Linked DNA regions of Rattus norvegicus: regions 1 and 3 are each linked to region 2. Evidence: chromatin contacts called from public Hi-C data. All regions are on one chromosome and are shown on one strand. The core of a region is the stretch at or near the end of the contact, and the rest is flanking DNA. Distances in the headings are between cores, read along the strand shown.

Region 1 (3,800 bases), core at 592-3,091, 200 kb before region 2:
AAAACACTTCAGCACAGAGCAGTGCAGCTCACCTCTATGCGGGTGGAGTGTGTTTACTGTGGAAAGTTTGGAATATACTCTCACCCTCTGGAGCTGAGAGGAGACTTAATGTGCAGCCTTTGTAACAAACCTCCAGAGAAGGTGTGTCTTGCAAATGCCATGGAAATGGAGATCTGTTTCCTAGTAAGTATTAGGACTATTACCAAAGCACTCGGCCAGATTTGGGTTCTTCTTAATCATGTTGGAAAAGAGGCTGATTGCATCCCACTTTATAAGATGGGAAAAAAGGAAATAAATGTTGAAATTATAAATGCTTTTCTAACAGGGTTGTGCTATTCTGTAACACTAATTGTCTTTCTCTTAAAAATGAAGTTTTATTAATAATTTTATCATATATTTCTCAATATTTGAATATGTTTTAACTGTTTGTGTCCTAAATTTGTTTTCATTCTAGAAATCCAGAACTTTACTTGCCTCATTAAATTGGGTTCTAGAATGTCCCATTTGCTGTCTTTAGAGGCCAAGGCTTCGTTTCTATGCGTAAAAGCTCATTTAGCGATGTAGTTATTTCAGTATTTATTTCTATTATGGAATCCCTGGGGTTCGGAATGTAACTTTGTACATGAAATATATATAAATATGTATATGAAACATATGTGAAGTCTCGTGTGCTTTGTTTTTATCTTTCTTGGGGCTCCAGACTTGCTTTTTATCAGAAAGTCCAGCAATATGTCCTGTAAACCACGTCATTTCTGAGAAACGAGATCATGGTTGTTTGGCACTAGGGACATTTAGACCTGTCTGTGGCTCCTGAGTACACACATGGCACTGGTCAGGAGGGCATTTAGTTGACAGGCAGAAGTGCTAAGTGAGACCTGCCCTGAGCCTCCTTCCTGCAGTTTATCACTCGTGGTAAGACGCGCTGACACGCCTGACAGACAGACAGACTGTTCAGAGATGTGAGAGCATGATTACAGAGGACGCCATGATTGTAGCACAGTGTGAGTGCATGGGTTAGTGCAGCCGCATTTATTGTTACACCAACGTGATTTGATTGAAGATGGGCGAGATTTGGTGGACGCCGAGATTTGGTGCCAGTGAGGGAAGGTGCTAAAGATCAGTTCCCAGTCCATATGATAGAAGGAGAAACATGACCCCTACGAGTCATCTTCTGACCGTGGCGCGCGCGCGCATGTGTGTGTGTGTGTGTGTGTGTGTGTGTGTGTGTGTGTGTGTGTGTGTGTGATCTGCCTGGGATGTGGCCTGCCCCCACACATACACACACCAGGGGATAATTTTAAAAATTAAAATTTAACAGAAGTGGAGTTCTTCCTTTTCCCTCCTCTTCCTTTTCTCCTCCTCCTCCTCGCCTCAGACTGTAGACACTCACATTCTTTCCCTCTTACTGCTAGGATTTAGAATCTGCACTATCATGGCTAACAGAGGCTGCTATTACCACTTCTTAATAATAATAATGGCCTCTATTTTTTGTTTTATTCTTTTAAAACAGGCTCTCCCTTATTGGCCTGGGCTTGCTGCACACAGTAGGTTGGCCTTGAACTCACAGGGTAAGAGACTGCCTGTCAGCAGGTTCCTGGCCATCCATGGGGTTGGGTTAGGAAGGGTTAGAATACTTAAAGAACTTCCAGTTTACCTAAGCAGACACGGAGCCAGATAGTTTAGCTCTCTTTTGGCCAGCTGGAAGCAGCATAACGGCTTCCACCCACAGAGATAAAGAGTTGTGATTTGAGTCTAGGCCCTAAAATAGAGGAGGACAAAATATGCCCAGACTCTGGGTACAGCAGTCTCGCCCATAAGATGCAGTTCTCAATCTGGCCAGAAGGGGGAGGTATGGCCATGATCTGCCCTGAGAGCCATTGCACAACAGGGTTGTTCCTGCTTTCATCTCAGAGTTACCCAGGTGATTCTGACTCTGAAGTTGGTAACATTTGCTTAGGAGAATGGAGCAGCCTCGCTGGAGTCCCAAACATCTTGTTTCCTAGGAGACAAAGCTTCCTTCATTCTCTGCCCTTTGTGTGGTTAGCTCTGTGAGGTTCCCCCATCTCAACTTCACGGTCCTTATTTTCTGATTCAAGGCCAGTTGAAGATTAGGATAGGGTAAGCTTGATGCTACCCCAGTATTTCCCCTCATGAAGCCTGTGTTGCTTGGCAAGACGATTCCTTATAGTTTTTATGGGAAGGGGTCATTAGCTTCATACCTAGCATATTTTATGATATCTAGTTTTTCCAAGTTCATAGGCAATGTGCAGAGAACCTCTGTGGACAGCATTACTGACCCTGTGTTATCCAGAGGCCTGACCTTAGAAAATGCCGTGTCTTTTGATAGACAGATCTGACAGATAAGAAGGACTGCAGTGGCTAGAGAAAGCAGATTAACTGGGCATGGAGCTGCTGCACATGGAGGTTGAGATCTGCATTTGAGTCCCAGTCAAATGTTATTCTGAAAGTTAAACACAGGAAGACTACTACATTTTACATCTAAGAGCTAATTTCCTCCCTATGCAGACAGAGAAGCATGCAAAGCATGGTCAAGGTGACATTTTTAGATACCATTCAAGCGTACTTGATACCTGTTGCTCATAATGCTTTATAACAAGAAACAAACTCAGTACATGAGTGGAGCACTGACCCAGAACGAAGGAAAATTAACATCATATGTACAACAGGGAATTGGGGGGGGGGGGATGGGGTCCAGAAGGTTTCTATGCTTTTGATAGGATTTTAAAGCATAGCATCACTCTTCCCAAGCAAGAAGGCAAAGTTTCATCTTTGGAGAGGTCAGCAGGTTTCTCAGGCACAGACGCCCCGAGACTCTGCAGTTAGCAAGACACCCGTGTCCTGTTGTGCGGGTGCCTCAATCTCTTCTTCCTGTTGCCTTTGTCAGCAAGCCTACCTTCTTAGACCTTTGCCTCATCCCACACAGAGGTCTGTGGTTTGAGTTCCAAAATGCAGAGTGAATTTTCAGCTACCGGCCTTTCATGCTCTTTGGTTTGGTCTGCAGCTGTGGGGAAGCTGCCCAGAGGTCTTCACAAAGGACTAGGAGCAGCAGTGTAAGGCTTTGAACACGGGTGAGATTTGGTGGATGCCGAGATTTGGTACCAGTGAGCTGGCACAGTAGGGGAAGGTGCTTAAGATCAGTCCCCAGTCCATATGATAGAAGGAGAAAAATGACCCCTATGAGTCATCTTCTGACCTTGGCCCGTGTGTGTGTGTGTGTGTGTGTGTGTGTGTGTGTGTTTGTTATTATTACCAACAGGTGGCTTTACTGACTGACTCGGGGGCATCTCCAGCACTTGTGTTTCCTGGGGGAATCCTGGAGACAGGCAGAAACTGGGCAAGTATCAACACCTTCAGACGCCTTCTTCCTAGGCCTCTTTACCTGAGATGACGATGAGAGATGAAATTTAGGAAGGGAGAATCGTTGGATTACAAGACCCCACCTCTTCCAGAGCAGGAAAGGAATGGGTGATAAAAGACCCACTGTGCTTTGAAGAAACCGGGCTACTCTCCGCTTTCAGCACAAGGGGGCGCCATGCTGGCGTTAACCTTGCAAGTGCGAGTGAGCCAGAAGCCAAGAGCGGCAGCAGCCTGGACCTCTTGGCTCTTATTAGCTCAAGGTCTTCCTTACCCCCACAGTGCTTTGCTTTCTCACTGCCCTGGTTCTCCTCCTCACCCCTTCACTAGGGGTAGGAAAACCTTTGCTCAGCTCTACCAAGTCAGCCTAGGCATCCAAGCATAGGGCTGGTTTGGAGGTGAGCAGGTTTTAAAATGGGTACAAA
Region 2 (4,125 bases), core at 854-3,353:
TAGGGTTAGGTTAGGGTTAGGGTATAGCTCAGGCAGTAAGGTACTTGCCAAGAGTGTTTGAGGACCTAAGTTTGCCTTTTTTCTTTCTTTCTTTTGAAACAGGGTTTCTCTGTGTAGCCTTTGCTATAGACCAAGGCTGGCTTCGAACTCAGAGATCCACCTGCCTCTGCCTCCGAGTGCCAGAATTAAAGGCATGTGCCATCACTGTCCAGCTCTTAGCTATTCATTTTTCAGCTTATAGTCTGTTGTCAAAGGATGCCAGGGCAGGAACCAGAGGCAGGGCTGAAAAACAGGCCACGGAGGGAGAACGCTGCTTCCTGGCTTATTTTCTTGGCTCACATTCTGTTGCCTTTCCTGTTGTTTCTTTCCCTTTTAAGTTTTATTTGGTTTTTGTTTTGTTTTCATGTGCATGTGTTTTGCCAGGGTGTTTGCGCGTGCGTGTGCTTGTGCTTAAATCTGAAGCAGTCCGAAGAGGGCATCAGATCTCCTGGAACTAGAGTTACAGATGGTTGTGAGCCACCATGCTGGTGCTGAGAATAAATCCTGGGCCTTTTACAAGGGCAACAAGTGCTCTTAACTGTTGGCTTATCTCTTCAGCCCAGATAGAATTCTTTTAAGGAAAGAAAATTTAACAAACAAAAAAACCATAAATTTTGGGTACTGCTGTTGACTTTGATGGTTTGTTTGTTTTTTACAGTTTGGAGGATGAAACCCAGGACTTTGTTTGGGTAAATACTCTTCTATTAAGCTATTAACAGCAGCCTACTATGATCTTTGTAAATTGTCCGCCCCCCCCTTTAAAGATTGCTATTTATTGTCCCTCAGATTGTGTTAATAGAGTCTCAATGCCATTCACATCAGCCTCAGATGGAGTACTATGCTGGATCTGAGAATTAAAATTTAAATTGGGGAAACAAACGAAAGTATAAGCTCAAGCAGCGGTCCAATTTGCCACTGGGGTAGATTTAAGTGTTTATAGTCAGTTGCTATTCATCACTCCTGGTGTGCAGTGTGCGCTGTGTGAATTACCGTGTGCTAATAAACAGACGTTGCTTTTTCTTAAACAGTAACAAGACAAATGCATGCTGTGTGCCCTCGGCAGCCCCGAAAAATGCAAATAAAGACTCCATACCTAAATGTATCCCTTGGTGTTTTATCTCCTCTTTGTTCAGGCCCTCCTCTCTGCCTCCCCAGGGCGTTTTCCCTTAATCTTCTCACCCCATCTGCAAAGTTCTCACCAGTGCCACATCAGGGATCTCTCCAAGGCACCTGGGCTCAGCAAAATAATATTTTCTGTTTCTCCCAATGGGTAGTAGAACAGTGCCATCAAAGGCTCTGAACATCATTAACTAGATTAGGCAAGGAGTACTGCACACCGCTGTTTATGAACACCCCATAGCTCTACCCTCAGTGCCCAGGATCAGGACCCGGATGACTAAGCACCCCACCCCCACTCCCGGTCGTCTTTCCTTACATGACTCCGAGAATAATTATAATTTAAAAGCTATAATGAGTTTCATTTTATAAACCAGAAGCAACGTTAATTTTCATGAAAGCCAAGTTGGAAGAATTTCTGTCTAAAAACGATAAGGGGTAAAAATAAAACAATAACTGAAGTAATTCTAGCTGAATGGTCCCAAGCACTGACAAAAATAAGAACAGTGTCATCTAATCTCTGCAAATAATGGGCATATTTTATAGTGGGATCGTTTTCAGCCCATTTCCCGTCCTACTGGGTAAAAATTGACTCAGATAGAAAAAGAGCTAACCAAACTTGGGGGAGTGGGGGTGGAAACCCACCAATTATTTTTAATGCCTACTAAACAGCCTGCTCCAGAGGATACGGCTTTTCTGGCTCTCAAACATGTCGGGTCCCTCCGCCCCCCCAACTATTCCTGTGTCTGTCCTCCTCGCTGGAAGCTGTGGGGTGGGAGGTCTAAAAATAGCCAATGAATCACAGCAGATAATCCAGTGCAGTGGTTACATAAACAGCGGGCCGGGGCGGCGGGGCCGCGGGTGGGAACGAAAAGTATCTGGGTCAATGTTGTCACACTGAATAGGGTCCCCCGGAGCCGGCCTTCGGAGGCGCGGCGGGGGTGGAGGCCTGGGCCTGCGGGCCTCGAGCAGCTGGGGATCTGCCGGTGGGCGGGAGGGAGCACGAGGCCCCGGGCCGGGCGCGGGCGGAGGCGCGAGTGGGGCGGGCGAGCCCGGCGCTCCCTCCCCATGGCCGGGAGCGGGCCGCGGAGGCGGCGGCGGCGCTGACAGGCTCAGGGCGGGGCGGCCGGGGGCCCGGGGCCCTGGGGAAGATGAGCGCCCTCCTAGAGCAGAAGGAGCAGCAGGAGAGGCTGCGGGAGGCAGCGGCCTTGGGGGACATTCGGGAGGTGCAGAAACTGGTGGAGAGCGGGGTGGATGTGAACTCCCAAAATGAGGTCAACGGCTGGTAAGTGGCGAGCGGGGGAGGCCTAGGGTACAGGGCTGCTAGCTCGGGGCGTGGAGCAGTCAGCCGTGACCCAGGACGCAGGCTAAGGTGAAGCCTGGTACCTCAGGCCTCGCAGGTTGTGCCCTTTCCAGACTAGCCCTACCCCCAATTGCCTCGTGCAGTTAGGAGCGCATCCTTCCCAAATACATACCTTCTGTGGTTCACTGCGGCCAGCGCCCTCTGGGACACTGGAGCCCACGCCAGCCCCCGCGCCCCCTGGCTAACTTGGCCCAAATGGTGATGCTAGAGGCTTTGATTCTCAGCGACTCTGCTCTGGATTTCATCAAGCTTGAATTATTTTGCCATGGGCGCTTCTGAAGAACACTTCGTGCAGAGATGAAAGCATAAGCAACCCAGCAAATGCCAATCTTAAAACCAGCACGATTTCTTTAGCCAAGACCAGGAGGAAAGAAACAACTACAAAACCCCCACCACTTGCATAATAATTTTGCCTCTGTTGTTTCAATACCACAGTGATTGGCTGTTGCCTACAGCTGCCTGTTGAGGGGAGACTCATTTGTTTGCCCTGTAGAATGTTTTGTTTTCTTAGTACAATTTCCAATAGAGAAATTCACCCAAGGCTTTAGATGTCTGCCTGCAGATTTGCCTCCTTCCCAATTAAATCCGGGGTCTGTCTCATGTCTTTGGTTCCAAGTTACTGAGTGCGTGTTTTTTAAAACCCTTTTTGACATTTTACATTTTTTTTATTTAATCCAGGTAATGCTTATCTAGCCTCGTTTACTAGTTTAAAGTTAAAGTGAGTTTTAACCCTCCCACCCCACTCCCCTGTAAATCGAGTCATACATTTTGAAATGGAAAGGGCGCAGGAGATCATTTGAACCCCAGAGAGTGTCTTGCCCTGGTTGCACAATTTTCGGTATGGTAACAGAGTCAGAAATGAGGTTTCCTTATTTCCTAAGAAAGCTACCCGGGTCCTTTCCCTAAAGAAACTAGCTCGGTAGCTGTCCACAGCTAGGAGACAGTGGACACTAATTTCTTGTCTATTTTGAAGCGTTTGCAGGCAAAAAACACTTGTAGTAGTGTTTGCCTTCCCTGGCATCCGATAGCTGTGAATTTCTATTCTGGCACTGGGGGGCAGTGCTGTACAGAATACTGAGCCTGGTCCTGCTGCAGGGTCTGCCTGTCCGCCCTGCTGTGAAGTCTTGGTTGAGTCATTTCGTTTCCCAGTTATTTCAGAAGTGTTGTTAGTGTTTATTGAGATGAGGGATAGTAAGTAGCTGCCATGTACTGAACTTGCTCTATGGCACAAATGTGGTTATAAACACTTGGCTTACCTCAGGACTATCTGGGGACATTGTTATCTTTCTCCATCTTAAAGATAAAGAAACTGAGACCCAAGGAAAATTAAACCATCCAGTTTTCCAAGTGCTCCTAAGTTACTAAATTTGGGATTTAGTAATTCCGTGCGAATGTTAGCCCTGACTTGTCTGTTAGAGCTGAAAAGTGAATCCAACATCTGATGCCCTCGGCACAGTGCCCACCAAGTGCTAGATACCCAGTGGATGCCAGGTGATTTTGAAGTAACCCGATGAGGCTTCCTATAGATTTAATTCCAACTGCAATCAATCCAGTCCAAGAGTGAATTCCTAGATTCCCTTTATCCCACTTTATGCTCTTGGCCTAAT
Region 3 (3,557 bases), core at 514-3,013, 150 kb after region 2:
TCAGAATCACTGTGGAGCAGGAAGGAGAGGGTAAGAGGGCCAGGCAGTATCTGTCAGATTGGAAGATGGGAACTTCTACCATCCACTTAGAGGACACAGGCCATTGTCTGAGTCAGAGGTCAGAATACCATTGGCCCACAGGGGACCAGAGAGCAACCCAGCCATACAAGAGAGAACAAAGATGGGGTTGGGGATTTAGCTCAGTGGTAGAGCGCTTGCCTAGGAAGCGCAAGGCCCTGGGTTTGGTCCCCAGCTCCGAAAAAAAGAACCCAAAAAAAGAAAAAAAAAAAAAGAGAGAGAGAGAGACCAAAGGCACTGGGTCACTTAACTAAGTTAGATGGTCATTAGATAGGGCAGGGCCAGAGGTCACTGACCAGGTGTGGGAAACTTAGGGGCCTCAGCAAAGCCACCATACTCCTCATCATATCCCTCATCCAACTGCTGGAAGCAGCGGCTATTCATGGTGGCAGCGGAGGGCGGAAGCTGTCTGTCACCCACGCTGATCTCAGATCGGGCCAGCAGGGCTGTGGTGACACGCTGGCTGTTTTCCAGAAGGGTGTTCTTGTTCTGTTTCCACTAGAGGAGGTGAGCACACATGTGGAGGTCAGTACACATGGGGTGGGGTGGGGGGGCTCCCCATAGTCCCTCAGCCTGCACTTTGGTACCTTTTCTCCCTGGCATCCACCCACCTGATCACAGATTCTCATCAACACTGTTCGGAAGCCAACTCGAGTCAAACCATCCTCTGGTGGGAAGTAGGTGCCCCCAACAAATGGCTGGAGGCTGGGGGTCAGCCACACATTCATTGGCCAGCCTCCTCCACTACTGGTGGCCTGAAAGAGGGAGGGCCAGGATCAGGGGAGCTGCCATGCACAGGTGTGACAAGACCATCACAGGGCTGTCTCACCTGCACAAAAGTCATGTACACTTTGTCCACGTCTGGCCTCTCCTCTCTGTCCACCATCACGGAGACGAAGTTCTCGTTGAGCAGGTGCCCTATCTCTTCATTCTGGAAGGATTCTTCCTCCATCATGTGGCACCAGTGACAGGTGGAGTACCCCACTAGGATAGAAAAGGGACAGGAGGGCAGAAAGAGGACCCCGGGACCCAAAGGACTCGCCCCAACCCCCTGCCTGTCCCCAAACCCCATCCCGGTAACAGTGGGTGTATACCTGAGAGAAAAATTGGTTTGTTTTCTTTTTTGGCCTTGTCGAAGGCTTCCTGTCCCCAGGGGTACCTAGACCCAACATGAAGAAGACGTCACTCAGTAGCCTAGGGAGTCTTGGAAGATTAGGGACCCCAGATGCTTCAAGGGAAACCCTGGGATAGCGCTCACCAATCCACCGGGTTGTGGGCATGTTGTAAGAGGTATGGAGACTTCTCATTGATCAGTCGATTGGCAGTCTTCTGAGGTGCAGGTGGAGGACAGTTAGTCCGACTTGCCTTTCCTCCAGCAGGCATGGGCACAGAATTACTAACTGAAGCACTTCGGTCCTTGTCCCGGGAGGAGCTGCCCCTAATGTGGGCAGATAGGTCACACGAATGAAGACCACTTCCCCTTTACCTTCCCAAATCAGCTTAATGGTCACCCAAACTCAAAGATTTCCACTCCCAGTCCAGCCCACCTTTCTGAACCACGGGGGAGACCGTGGCCTTTGTGCTCCCCCTTATGTTTTGGGGGTGGTGGGGAATGGTGGCTCATTGGGGGCTCCCTGCCAGGTTAGTCTCCCCCAGCTTCTCGGACTTGGCGGTAGGAAGGGTATCTGTGAGGTCAGAGAGGGTCATAATGAGTAGAATGGTCCATCCAGCTCTGTTCTATCACCCACGGAGGGCCCCTCCCTGGATTGGTTGCACTGCAGGCATCCCTAGTATGCATGAGGGTAACCTGGAAAGGGAGTGGCTACTGCCAGTGTCTAGATAGATCAAAAGGAATTGGGTCCAGGACTGGACCAGGTGAGGAACAGCCAGAAGTAGGCAGGAACTACTTAGCCAAGAGCTCCAAATGGAGCACTCTGAAGGACCAAGTCTTGTGACACACACACACACACACACACACACACACACACACACACACACACGGGAGGGGAGAGAGAGGGAAAGAGGGGAAGAGAGATGAGAAAGAAGAGGGTGGGGGAGGAGGAGGGGGAGGGGGAGGAGGGGGAGGAGGAGGAGGAGGAGAAGGAGAAGAAGAAGAAAAGAAGAAGAAGAAGAAGAAGAAGAAGAAGAAGAAGAAGAAGAAGAAGAAGAAGAAGAAGAAGAAGAAGAAGAAAAGAAGAAGAAGAAGAAGAAGAAGAAGAAGAAGAAGAAGAAGAAGAAGAAGAAGAAGAAGAAGAAGAAGAAGAAGAAAAAGAAAAGAGGGAAAGGGGGAACACTCAGAATCAAATAGGCCTGTCTTAGGGAGTTCAACCTGGGAACTCAGCTAAATAATAACAGGCCAGTGCAGCAACATGAGACTCTAACAGGATGCAAGGTGCTTCAAGAGAGGGGTCTGTGGACAACACGTCATTCTAGAAAGGCTTTCTGGAGGTAGTGTTAAGGTAGTCAAAGAGCTAGCCTGATCTGGCAATACTGCAGCAGATAAGAAGGGAGGGGGAAGAAAAGGAGCCTTCATGCAGAGGGATCCAAGCAGACATGGCACCGTGCCTGAAAGACCCTCCCCAACCCCCCGCAGGCGCCAGGCATATTGTAGTGACTAGCCCATACCTTCGGCTAACGGGAGGGCCCAACCCCACAGTGGGGTGACCGGAGGTTGGGGCCCAGACAGTCCCACACTCTCAGTACGACTGCTCCAAATCGGGCTATAGGCTTCAAAGGGCGGACCCGGAGCCGGGTCTTCGCCAAGTCTCTGGCCCTGTGGCTGGTCTCCGAGCGCCGCTCGGCGGTAGAGCGCGGAAATACTGCCGTGCCTTTGAAGATCCAACCGTCTCAGCGCCTAAAATTCGAGCAAAATAAACTGGGTTCCATTTAAAGTGCTGGCAAGAAGAGGGACCCTCACAGCATCCAATACTTTCGCTAGCTCTTTTCCCTTTTACAAGCGGGAAATGAGGCTCCCGTTGAAGGATTTGCTCGGCCAGGATTTGCTTAATTCAGCCTACCGCTCTCAAGGCCCTCCTTAGAACCCACCCACTCCAGGAAGCCTTCTGAATGATGACACTGAGCCAATGTGTCCTTACTTCATGCTCTATTTGCTTGGTTCATTCATTTTACTCAGCCAGTGCCTAGTGTCCTCTGCTGTCTACTACTATGCCAAGCATTGAACACCAATACGCTCCTCCCTACCCTTTACTCACAACTAGGGAATTGTCTACACACTGTGACAAGTACCGTGAACGGGTATAATCTAGCAAGAGACTTGATCCTGTAAAAGGGACATGGGGGAAAAGCTCTGCATAGGAAGTTCTATTTGAGGGGTAGCTATAAAGAATGAGAGAGAACTTGCAGGAAGTGAGAGAAGCAGCAGAAGGAACAGCTTGTGTAAAGGTCCTGTAGCAGGTGAGGGATTTGGGACTGAAGAACAGTAGAAGGCTAGCACAGCTGGAGGGTAGAGTGAAAGGATA

What was found. A called contact is a pair of places that touch in the nucleus more often than the background predicts.
Region 1: a contact with region 2 is called in a Hi-C map of the A7r5 cell line, with 5 times the contacts expected there. The contact joins the enhancer-like site here to the promoter of Ankrd40 in region 2. A contact is called at or near these places in 2 of 12 Hi-C or Micro-C datasets (the A7r5 cell line and psoas muscle) and 1 of 1 datasets of contacts at active chromatin or transcription factors (oligodendrocytes).
Region 3: a Hi-C map of hepatocytes shows a contact between it and region 2, with 1.9 times the contacts expected there. The contact joins the promoter of Spata20 here to the promoter of Ankrd40 in region 2. A contact is called at or near these places in 12 of 12 Hi-C or Micro-C datasets (the A7r5 cell line, the Rat2 cell line, Schwann cells and 7 more) and 1 of 1 datasets of contacts at active chromatin or transcription factors (oligodendrocytes).

Annotation. Positions count from the first base shown.
Region 1 is chr10:79,574,055-79,577,854 of GRCr8, forward strand. It overlaps Spag9 (sperm associated antigen 9), which reads left to right. Exons shown (of 30, transcript NM_001108290.2): 30 at 1-655. Among named protein-coding and RNA genes, the nearest start is that of Tob1, 84 kb to the right of the region's middle. Within about 2 kb of position 1,842, at least 6 of the 93 cell types and tissues checked have an H3K27ac peak or open chromatin away from gene starts, as enhancers often do. A contact at or near this core is called in the A7r5 cell line, where this site is marked.
Region 2 is chr10:79,776,863-79,780,987 of GRCr8, forward strand. It overlaps Ankrd40 (ankyrin repeat domain 40), which reads left to right and starts at 2,104. Exons shown (of 5, transcript NM_001134699.1): 1 at 2,104-2,440. The coding sequence starts at 2,307. It overlaps LOC134480857 (a long non-coding RNA gene), which reads right to left and starts at 3,215. Exons shown (of 3, transcript XR_010055747.1): 1 at 2,631-3,215; 2 at 1,133-1,269.
Region 3 is chr10:79,929,487-79,933,043 of GRCr8, forward strand. Spata20 (spermatogenesis associated 20) reads right to left here and starts at 1,764. Exons shown (of 16, transcript NM_199402.1): 1 at 1,626-1,764; 2 at 1,337-1,516; 3 at 1,173-1,237; 4 at 908-1,062; 5 at 690-833; 6 at 375-576; 7 at 1-9. The coding sequence starts at 1,702.